2 separate regions of the Triticum aestivum genome follow, and region 1 is linked to region 2. The links are chromatin contacts, called in public Hi-C maps. All regions are on one chromosome and are shown on one strand. Each heading gives the region's core, a stretch centred on a gene start, on an enhancer-like site or on the middle of the called end of the contact. The rest is flanking DNA. Distances are from core to core; before and after follow the strand shown.

Region 1 (5,315 bases), core at 391-2,890, 280 kb after region 2:
GCTTGTTCTAAACCCTTTACTTGCACTTGTTTTTCAGGTGATGGAAGTGTTCCAATTATGCTAAAACTTGGTCTATTGACAGTAAGTAACTAAGTAATTGATAATCGAGGAGACCAGGATTGATTATTGTTAATTAGCATGCAGTCGTGCCTCTTGCGTAACTTTATTTATTTATTTTGTAGACAATAACGGCAGGGCTTGCATTGAGTGGGCGTAGCGGGAAGGTAAATTACCAACAAGCCATGCACATTTGTTTATTCCATGTAATCGTCTGAAAGTTTTGCTTGAACCATTTCCATTATTGATTACAGGGATCTTCCTACACTCCTGCAAAGCTTCCATCCCAGCCAATAGAGATATGGGCATACGAGGTCTAACCCTCACTACTTGTCATTATTCACAGCATTATGTTATTATTTGCTGTTTGTCGTAGTGTATTACCATTTCCAGGATCTGATTGTTGCAACCTTTATTATCAGGGATCTCCTTTCTGTAAAATAGCGCGTGAGACCCTTGTCGAATTGGAGTTGCCACACTTGCTACACAGGTATTTGAATGCTTGAAACTTTGGATTACATCCGTAAACAAATAGCTGAATATTCTACCATCAGAGCATTTATAACAGTGCATAACAGTTGTATAAATGACCAGTAGCATTAGTATAGCATTACATTCGTGAACAAATCAATGAATATTCTGCCATTCAACAATATGCTAACAGCCAGAACTCCTGTATAAGCGACTAGCGTAGCAGCTAAATAGCTGAATATTCTACCATAAGAACAACTTGTTGATACTATCCATATATGTAGCATGACAGACACAACAATGTAAGTAACAAAAAACTTTTGCTTCAGCTGTGCGCGTGGCAGCCCCAAGCGACAGGATTTTTTCAAGAAATATGGCCTTTTCCAGGTTTGCATCGTCGCGATTTATGCTTCTGCTGGTAACCTTTCTCCACATAACCTCTGTTTGATTTAATCTTACCGTCTTGACAGGCGCCTTATATCGAGGATCCTAACACGGGGGTAAAGATGTTCGAGAGCGCCGACATTGTAGAGTATCTGAGGGCAACATATGCTGCTTGAGAATCCCTGGCACTATCTTTTCTCAGTAAATATTGAGCTCATAGCCTGCCATGTCTCTTCTCATGTAGTTGATCACATTCTTTACTAGGAAAATGGTGCATCCTAGATTATATAAGGTGTAAATTCTATTCGCTGCAGCTGAGACAGCGTCTATCTAAGAAACACTGAATTTGAGGCTGTAGAAAAGTGAAATAAAATCCAGAAATGGGAGTCTTGTTGTTTCTTTCACGGGATGTTTCTGCTTGTTAGTTCCGATTTACATTCAACTTTTTTTTCGATACAACGATTACATTCAAAAAAGTAGCTTAACAATCTTTTTTTTTTGAGTAACACTAGCGTAACAATCCTTTTTTTTCTTTGAACGTAACAATTAGAACCTTGAGATTCCCTCGAGAGAAGTCGATCTACCCGTTCCTCGTGGGTCCAATAGTGACAAAATGTTAGCGTCCCAGCCCAGCTCCCAACCTTCGCCTACGTTTGGACGTTTCCAGTGGCGAGCCCACTACATCCAAAAGACCACCAACACCCAATGGCCCAACAGCCTAACACAAAAGTGGCACGCCAAGAGCCTGATTCATTCCTGCTCGGGAGTAAAAAAACAGCGCAGGGCTCATGGAGATGGAAGGAAACCAAATCCAGACCTCGCCCATGGGGTCCGCGCCGTCAAGGTCATCCCCCCGGCAGTGGAGCTGGGGCTCGGCCCTCGCCGGCGCCGTCACCACGGCGGCGGCGGCGGGCGTGCTGGTCTGCAGGCCGAGGGACCCGAGCTTCGAGCTCATCTCCATGAACCTGTCCACCTTCCACTTCCGGCCGCCGGCGGCGCTGGACATCGGCCTCACCCTCACCGTCCACGCCACCAACCCCAACGTGGTGCCCGTGCGCTACGGCGCCTCCAACGTCTCCATCCTCTACGGGGGCACGCTCCTGGGCACCGCGCGCCTCGACGCCGGCCAGCAGCCCGCCACATCGTGCCGCCTGCTCCACCTCCCGGCCCGGCTCGACGCCATGGAGCTCGCCCACCACGCCGGCGCCATCCTCGCCGACGCCACGCGCCGCCACATGGAGCTGGACGCTGTCGTGGAGATCGCGGGCGAGGCCGTCGTGCTGCTCTGGTCGCGCCGCTTCTCCGTCCGCATCGACAGCCACATCGTCGTCGACCCCGTCTTCCTCGAGGTCGTCGAGCAGGACAACCGCTCCGAGATGCAGCTCTACCTAACCTGACCTCAGTTAGCTGCTATGTGTATCACCACCTGAACCCTCCCTCAAAACCTTATTCGTCTGTGTGTGCTTTGAAATGAAATGCAATGCAATCTTTCCCAATTCCAAGCAATGAAATGCAATGCAATCTCAGATTCCAATGCAATGTCCCTTCATAGAATTTCAACAAGAATAATCGGCAGCTCCACAATATCACACAACAAATTGATACTACATTCTAGCAGGAATGTGAAAGACAATGGGTGAGGGCTAAGATAGCTCGCATCCCACAAAACACATAGCACAACAAGGACATCAAAGCCAGCAGCGATTTGATGTCCTAATAAGATTACACTGCACACAGAAAAGTATATCGTTGTTTCTCAGTTGAGTGTCGCAAGTGGCGAGCGAGGGATGAGCGACGGCTTGGGTTCCTTGCTCGATTCATAGGGATGGTTCTCACGGAACTCATCCATCAGGGACTCAATTGGCATCGCTCGCAACGACTCGATCGTGCCTTTGCTCGGGACTTCCGGCTCAGACCTCATCGGAGTTTCGCCAGTCGGCTCATAGTCCTGCAAGAAAACAGCATGGTAGGGGAGTTCAGTCAAGATAACTTGGGGCATTGGGGAAAGATGACAGTTCTTCACAGAATTTTCATCTCACCCTGTAGCTGCTTTGGAAAGCCTTCTCGGCATGTGTGTTGACGCCTGAAGTCTGCCCAGAGTGGTTCTCCTGCAAATGTTGTATCTCTACCGAATGTGCTTCCACCGTCGACACAACTCTCGATGTTGAATTACGTGCCTCTTCCAGTAGATCTGAGGCAAAGGGACACACAAGCAAGTCAAGATTAGATGGGGAACACTCTTATTGAATAAGCAGTCATGTTGAGCACTTAGAAATTACTGTCGATATCCTGGAGTATTTCTTTGCTACTGTTGGATGCTTGCTCTTCAGCCAAGGCGCGAGATGATGCAATCTCCGCTTCATGCTGCTCGTTGTTTTCGATTGCACCCCTGAAATATCCAGAAAGCAGAGCTAATTAGACCCCCATGTTGAAAATATGGGATTAACACAAGACATGGTTTTGAGAAATTCAGAGGTGTGCTCTTTTGATCCAAACTTATGCACTGACATGTCAAATTGGCACCCAAATTGCCTTAACTCAAGCTAACTTAGATAAAACCAGCATGAAGAGTGCTAAAGCGGGTTGAACTATCTATACAGCAAAATCAGGGAAAACCGAAATCTAACTGAACAAAACAGGCTTGACATGTAAGCAAAAACAAAAGTGATGAGAACAAATCTACTTGCCTGACAAGTACTTCAACTTCAGCCACTTGTTTTGTGCACAAATCATTAACTGCAGCATGGGATTTTTTCCATTGTTGAGCAGCAGAGTCGACAGTGCATGCACTGGACAAGTCCAATAAAGATCATTAGTTACAAAATTTCATCAAATTAAAATGAATCAGTGAATGTTGAAACATTTCATGCAACTGTTCAGGCATACCACTCCTGCATAATTGTTTCCATGCGGCAATGCTTAGCTGAAGAGAAGCTGGAGCCAACTTTGCAGTCATTCTCCGCTTGCTCTGCAAACATTTCCCACTTTCTCTTGGCATCCTTTGTGACACCCTCCATAGCAGACGTATGCTCATCCAGAAATGTCTTGTTACCACGAGCAGCATCGCCAAGAGAGTTTAATCTAACATCCACCTGCAGGAAACAAACATCAGGTTTATTCTGATTTTCGTAGGTTGATTGGTCATTTACAAACAAATTGCCCAAGTGGTACATGCAAGTCCAGACGCACCAGCTCTCTTTGTCGAACAATGTGTTTGGACACCAAACTGGTGATATCCGCCAGAAGCCTCTGTTCCTCGGACTTTGATTGTTCCTGCACGAAGTGATGGTATTAGATAAACCAACATGATTTTGCCAGTGAGTAGTGAACAAAAGGGGAATGGATCACCTCATAAGCCTTTTGAAACTCTTCAAGGCTTTTGACCTGTGCTTCATGAGTGTGGTTCGAGTGGTTCTGCAACTTGGATGTTTCCTCCGTGTACTTTTCAAAGAGCCCAAGAATGAAGCTGGACATATCCTTCGTCCTATCCAAGCTAATGCAGAAACTCTGTTGACAACAGGAGCAAAGTTTAACTTTCAGCTAATCATAGCTAAATTATAATGAAAATCTGTTGACAGTCGGATCAAGTAACTGACATCACGCAATTCCTTAGTGAAGTGCGCCAGTTCGCTTCGATGGTCGGCTAACAAACTCTGAATATCAGTAAATATCTTCAGTGCCTCTCCCTCAACACATGCTAGAAGCTGTCAGCAAGAATATCCCCGTGAGAATGAATAGAAGCAAAGGATAAGCATGTGAGACAAACAAAAAAGTGTTCACTGAAAAAGCAGGTCACAACATGCCTGGTCAAGACTGCAACAGCTTGCTGCAGACAGAGATGATACATCCTCCAATGTAGAATTTGTGTTTGCCTTATGTAGGAGCACAATATTTTGAAAAGCTTCCATGTGCGACATATATAACGACTTCGAAGCTAAGATCTTCTTCTTTATCTCCAATGTAGCCTTCAAAAGTTAAACCAAGAATAAATAGCATGCAACATGGAGTATGAGCCCAGACAATTATTGTGTAAATGTGTACCGTGTCATGGGAATCAACGCAAGATTGGCATAGGACTTCCACAGCCTTTAGGTGTTTGTTTTGTTGATCTATGGATGCAGTGAGAGTACTGGAGAGAATATCCAACTTTGAAGCAAGATCAGCTTGGAACGAGTTCACCACCGACCTATTTGCAGCACTTAGTTTATCTCCTCTAGCTATTTTCGAATGCAGTGAAGCATTATCACGGCTAGATTTTTCAAGTTCTGATCTCAGAACACAGGCTTGATGTGCTAGAGCATTTTCTGATGTGCAAAGGTGCATTAAAATACAGTTAGAACTAAGAAAAGATGTGTTTGCAATAATGAAAAATGGGAAATAAAACCAAACCTGCTTTTTTCTGC
Region 2 (5,438 bases), core at 2,790-5,289:
TCCACATACCGGGTGTCCTCAAGTATGTGCTCAAGTAAAACCGCAGCAAAATTTATTAAGATATATGCACCTTATCTTCTCCACAAAGCCAAAAACCACATCGCGCGTGTTCTTCTTGCATGGGTAACAAGGAAGACTTTTCACATGCCGGCTAGATTATTATGTTGGAGAAGGACATCATCGATCAGTGATAAAAAAATAAAAAAATAAAAAAAACAAGCATGTATTCTTGAATTATATGTTCAGGTTTGTGTAATTTGCTCATGTCTTGAAATGAGCTGGGATGATAAAATCTATGTATTCATGTCATGTTTGAAGCACAAGAATTTTACAAAATAATGCATGGCAATCGGTTCGTTCCCACACAGAAACAGTTCCAAAAAAGGGCCTAAAATGTGCAGGCAATTACAAGTAGGAAGTAGTGCCAACTCATGTTCAGTTCGACCTCTCATGGGCAGATCAGGTTTAGCCCGACACGGCCAAACATGAGCAAATAGATCTTCCTCATTTGTCTAAACATGTGCAAAGATATGCCTGCTAAACAAAGACATGAGACGGGCACAAAGCAACGAGTATGGGGAAGTTTTTCCCAAATTTGTAATGTACTTGGTATATATAGATATTTGGAATCAATGTTGTCACAATGCTGTCATATGCAGAATTTACCCCATAGTTTGATTTGCACTAGGAAGCTTCCCTTCCTCCTATGCTTGCTTCTAAAAACAGGAAAAAAAAATGCTTTGGCCATGAGAGTTGACCTGAACCATTACACTTCAGCTCAAAGAGTCAGAATAGACCTCTGGTTCTATTCTCAGGGCGCCATCAGCAGCTTCTTCACATATGCAAGGACCTTTGGCACATCGACTGTCCACGCAACTGAAATTGGTGCATAACCCGACCATGGATTTTCTGAATTCCACCTGCAATGTAGTGCAAACAAGCAATCAATATCTTGCATCTACAACTGAATACTCAGAAATGACACTCTGGTTAGAATTTAAACCAGTGGACTGGGCACGTGCGACACTTAAATCACCAGATGAATATGTTTGTAAGAATGTTGAAACACTTGAGTAGGTAGAGCTAATGTGAAGTACTCAGAAATAGTATATGATATACATACTTCTTCAATCCATGGTCCATCAAAGTATGGCCGGTGCAAATGCCCTGGGTCTCGACTCTCACAACACCCTTCTTGAATGTGAAGTACTCAGGGTGAACTAAGGCTGTAAAGCTCACAGGATCATGTAGGAAAATCCCTGGATAGAATGCATGAATCAGTTGGAAGTGAAACTGGCTTTGAAGATTCAGCGGCAACTTTAGCAAAAGCATACCGAAAAGACAGGGCTACAATATACCTTGGAAGCCGTCAGACTTCTCATGCCAATCTCTGTAGAACTTGCACATGTCACACAAGAACTGTGTGTGCACCCCTTTTGAGTTTTTCAGTTCCAAGAGATCCTCATCTGCATAAAAGAAGTTTCACACGGCGGGCTAGTAGTTAACCCCCATACTCACACAAGTTGAGCTATATGAAGATGACACTGGTATCAAGGAACAAACCTGTAAAACAGCATTGAGTTGTTATGTTAATGCCAACCACATCAATATCTGCTCCTGATGTAAAAACTACATCCGCTGCATCCGGATCTCCGTAGATCTGCACAGTTGTATACTCAAAGTTCAATACTTGTGTTGTTGTTTCTGCTTGTTCATAAATAATGCACCAGTGTTTAGTACAAATGACTATACATTTGCTTCAGCAGCAGGGTTGACATTTCCAGCTGCAAAGAAAGCTCCACCCAGCACAACTATTTTTTTGACCTTGCTTGCAAATGACGAGTCCCTTTTGATGGCCTAACAAAGAATACAAGCTATCTCTTAGCCCCTGGCATGGCATACAGCATGGTAAATAGCTTTATCCTGTAACTGTAAGCATACCAATGCGACATTTGTCAGGGGTCCCAATGCAAGTACAGATATCTCTCCAGGAAACTGAGAGACCTTATTAACCATGAACTCGGCAGCACTTTCCTCAACCTTCTTAGTAGTAGGTGCAGGAAGAGACAAATTACCAAGACCATCAGATCCATGAACAAAGTCAGCAACGCGTGGCTCTCCTCCCTATAATACAAAAGTCATGTCATTCAGCTGACCAACCGAAACTGTAGTTTAACATAGTATTATTGGAGGTCTCAATTCTGAACTCCATCTACCATATAAAATATGTAGGCTCATGTTACATGCCACGCTACCGACTATCTATCAATGAGCTAATAATATGACATGTAGAGCAAGTAGGAAAAAGAAAACACCCACTAGTGCAAATACGAGATGGCATCTTGTACAATCGATTACTTGACCTTAGCTAAACGCTTTTGATGGATGATAATCCAGTAGGCACTCAGAGTCATTTTTAATTGATAATACAAAATGCACACTTCTAGCATCAACTAAACAAGAAACATCCAGTTGCAAAGCCATCGTGAAGTTCGAAATGTACAGATTTGCAGTGTGAACCATCGTACCTTAAGAGGCTCCGGGCTGCCCTCTGCTACTGGAACCTCAGGATGCCCTGCTCTCTCACACTGTCCTTTGAAGACTCGAAATGTTTAGCAAAAGCAAGAATCAGAAGAAGCAAAACTCAACAGTGTCCGACGCTCACCAGCAAGAGCGCATTGCGTGTAGCATACTCTGTAGTGACATTGCCGAATATGGTTGTCAGCCCAATGATCTCCACACTTGGTTCTCCAAATGCCATTAGAATCGTCATGCTATCATCTAGAAATCAGAGAAAGCAGGCAGTGAGAATAAATAGGGAATAATAGCTTTTTACAGGTGAGGTTTTTTTTTCGTTTCGAGAAGGAGATATCAGTACAGACTGTAGTTTGAGTTGCGCATGCAGCATACTGGTACGAAGCTGTAGACATTGATAGCCAGTGTAACATTTGCAAAGTATGTACACCAGCATCCTATTGTTGTTGATCATATAACTGGAAGCTTAGCTGTGAACTTGTGGCAAAGGCAATAATATAGTTTGGGTTGCTGGAACTTGGCAAGAAGCATATATAACATAAACATTTGCCAGTCATGAAAGTTGTATCCAACAACGTAGCTGAGATCGATGTCACTATGTTGGTGTGAAGATACAACTTCTATACCATCAATTAATTACGGTGCCGTAAACTAGCAAAAGAGTTACTAATACCGAATTGATTGTCCAGTTGGGTGCTAATTAAGTAGTATTACTCCACTTGCAGAAGAAAACTGAACCACAATTGCATTACAATTTTCCTGCTCGACTCCACTGAAGAAGGGACGGGGGTAGGACGAGAAACCGTGGTGATGATCGAGATGGTGGCACGGCACCGTCGCTTTCGTCGGCGGGCTGGGTTGACACGCCATAACCCAACCAACCACGTGCGAGCAGAGCAGAGCAGTAAAGCAAAAGCAAACCGGAGCTTTCGTGGTACTACGTGATGTTAGAATATGATAACGAAACGTAATTTCTGCCTACTCCAGCCAACTCACTCCTCCATCCATTCCATTCATTAATGTCAGCAACAGGTGGGATTGGGAAAGCGCAGAAGTAACAGGGAATCGAAGCGAGAGAGAAACAATGGAGAAGGGAGGGAGGGATTGAGGACAGCACCGATGCCGGGATCCGTGTCGATGATGACCCTGTCGCGGCGGATCTGCCCGTCCTCCCCCATCGTCCTCGGGATCCCTTCCCTTCCCTTCCCTTAGCTAGCGAGGGGAATCGGAATGAATCAACAAGGAAGATGCGAGCAGAGCCAAGTGGATGAGCGGACGCAACCTCGCCCTTTCTTTCTTTCTCCAGACTGTCCTTCTTTTTCCAACGAGCCTCGCTTCCCCGGACTTTTATACACGATGCAAACACGGAAGGTTGGGGGTAAAGGGGGTGTCAGGAGCGCCAAGTTCCTTCCTCTTGCTGCTGGGGCTGGGGATTAGGGAAAAGGAAGATGAGATCTTGCGCTGGAATGCCCGTCGGATCAGCGTGGCCGTGTCTCCTAGGCCGTCGGATCTGGATTAGATGGGATAGAGCAGGACAAGTGGAGGAGCTTCCATGGAGATGGGGGGCAATAATAACGAATGAATCATGTCCAGAAAGGAAAAAAAAAGAATCATGTCCAGAAAGCAAAGGCATCCCCACACTCCATCGCAATAATAGTACATACTCTCTCCGTCCGTACGTCTAGATAAATCCATTTCTCTGACAAGTATTTTCGGACGGAGGGAGTAGCTTTTTGTTTGATTTGACGGGGCTACATGTGCGTAATTTTTCCTTTGCGTGTTACATGTGGGTAATGTTAGTTCAGTGCCTTCTCGAGGTGTCGGTCAGAATAGCCTCCGTCGCAATTGGTGTGAAATAATGTTGTTTTTGTCTCACGACAAGAATTATGGATCAGAGTACGTGGTTTTTGTTGCTAAAATATTCATTTCATCAACCAAAAAAGTTATATAACCAATAATTTAGTACTTAGTGCCTAAGCTATTTAATAAGAGGTCAGAGAATTGGTCGCAATTCCGTTGGCCTGCACTCCAGGAGAAGGGAGGTTGCCACCGACGGGGAGCTCCAGCCTGGATCCATAAACGTTGTGGAAGGGAGCCCCGCGCCACCCGAGGCGCCAAGAGCCAGATCTGGCGCGGCTAGATCGAGCCACCCAGGCAGCCACGGGCACGCCCCGCACCGGCCCACCACGCCACCTTCAGGAACCACAGCGGGGGGCGAGGCACACGCAGGCCCCAACCACCGCGCCACCACCACCCGGTGGCCGCCTGCCCGCGCCAAACTCCACCAACTGAGGGAAGATGAGATCTCGCCGCCACTGATGTCGACCGGGCTTTGCCAGGCGGCGCGCCTCGATGGCGGCGAGGGGAGGAGGTGGCGGAAGGGGTGGGGTCCCGACAACGGCACGGTTGCCCTCCCGGTCGTCCGCGGGAGCGGCGTGTGAGGGGGGGTCCTTCCTCCTTTTTCCTGTCCCGCCAAGAGGTCATATCTATGCTCATTATGTGTTGTATTCTCTTGACAATACATTATGAGTTAATATACACACCCTTTATGAGAGAGAAAAATGAATATAGCCACAAGGGTGTTTATACATCGTGTTCTTGTTAACGACATTGCATGGAGGCTCCTTAGACGTGCTCATCGGGATGAAAACCCAAGATTTGACCTTCAGTGGTTGTCGAATAACGGCATCGTTTGTTTGTCGTTCTCTTTTTGAAGGTATCGCTTTCAGAAAACATTTCTTGTAGTTCATCCATTGTTAAGGGCGGTTGATGGTGTCGTTACTTGTATGTTGTTTGTCTTTGTCGTGTCGTTTTTCTTTTCCGTTTCTTCTTTTTATCCGTTTTTTGCGTGCATCCTCGGTGTCTAGATTGTGTTTGTATATTTTGTCGTTGTAGAGATCAGA

What was found. A called contact is a pair of places that touch in the nucleus more often than the background predicts.
Region 1: a contact with region 2 is called in a Hi-C map of leaf, with 4 times the contacts expected there. The contact joins the promoter of LOC123166252 here to the promoter of LOC123163831 in region 2. A contact is called at or near these places in 2 of 5 Hi-C or Micro-C datasets (both in leaf).

What each region holds. Positions count from the first base shown.
Region 1 is chr7D:270,791,781-270,797,095 of IWGSC CS RefSeq v2.1, forward strand. It overlaps LOC123166252, which reads left to right and starts at 1,641. Exons shown (of 1, transcript XM_044584021.1): 1 at 1,641-2,408. The coding sequence starts at 1,701. The coding sequence ends at 2,309. LOC123166250 reads left to right here. Exons shown (of 12, transcript XM_044584019.1): 7 at 38-81; 8 at 183-224; 9 at 312-371; 10 at 480-547; 11 at 858-915; 12 at 999-1,316. The coding sequence ends at 1,088. It overlaps LOC123166251 (kinesin-like protein KIN-5C), which reads right to left. Exons shown (of 22, transcript XM_044584020.1): 12 at 5,302-5,315; 13 at 4,954-5,216; 14 at 4,716-4,877; 15 at 4,509-4,616; 16 at 4,261-4,419; 17 at 4,102-4,185; 18 at 3,799-4,004; 19 at 3,600-3,701; 20 at 3,192-3,301; 21 at 2,952-3,103; 22 at 2,441-2,860. The coding sequence ends at 2,669.
Region 2 is chr7D:270,509,355-270,514,792 of IWGSC CS RefSeq v2.1, forward strand. It overlaps LOC123163831 (probable uridine nucleosidase 1), which reads right to left and starts at 4,040. Exons shown (of 9, transcript XM_044581214.1): 1 at 3,653-4,040; 2 at 2,666-2,781; 3 at 2,529-2,588; 4 at 1,942-2,124; 5 at 1,753-1,857; 6 at 1,564-1,660; 7 at 1,359-1,466; 8 at 1,124-1,259; 9 at 574-920. The coding sequence starts at 3,713. The coding sequence ends at 812. It overlaps LOC123163830 (fatty acyl-CoA reductase 1), which reads left to right. Exons shown (of 7, transcript XM_044581213.1): 7 at 1-336. The coding sequence ends at 38.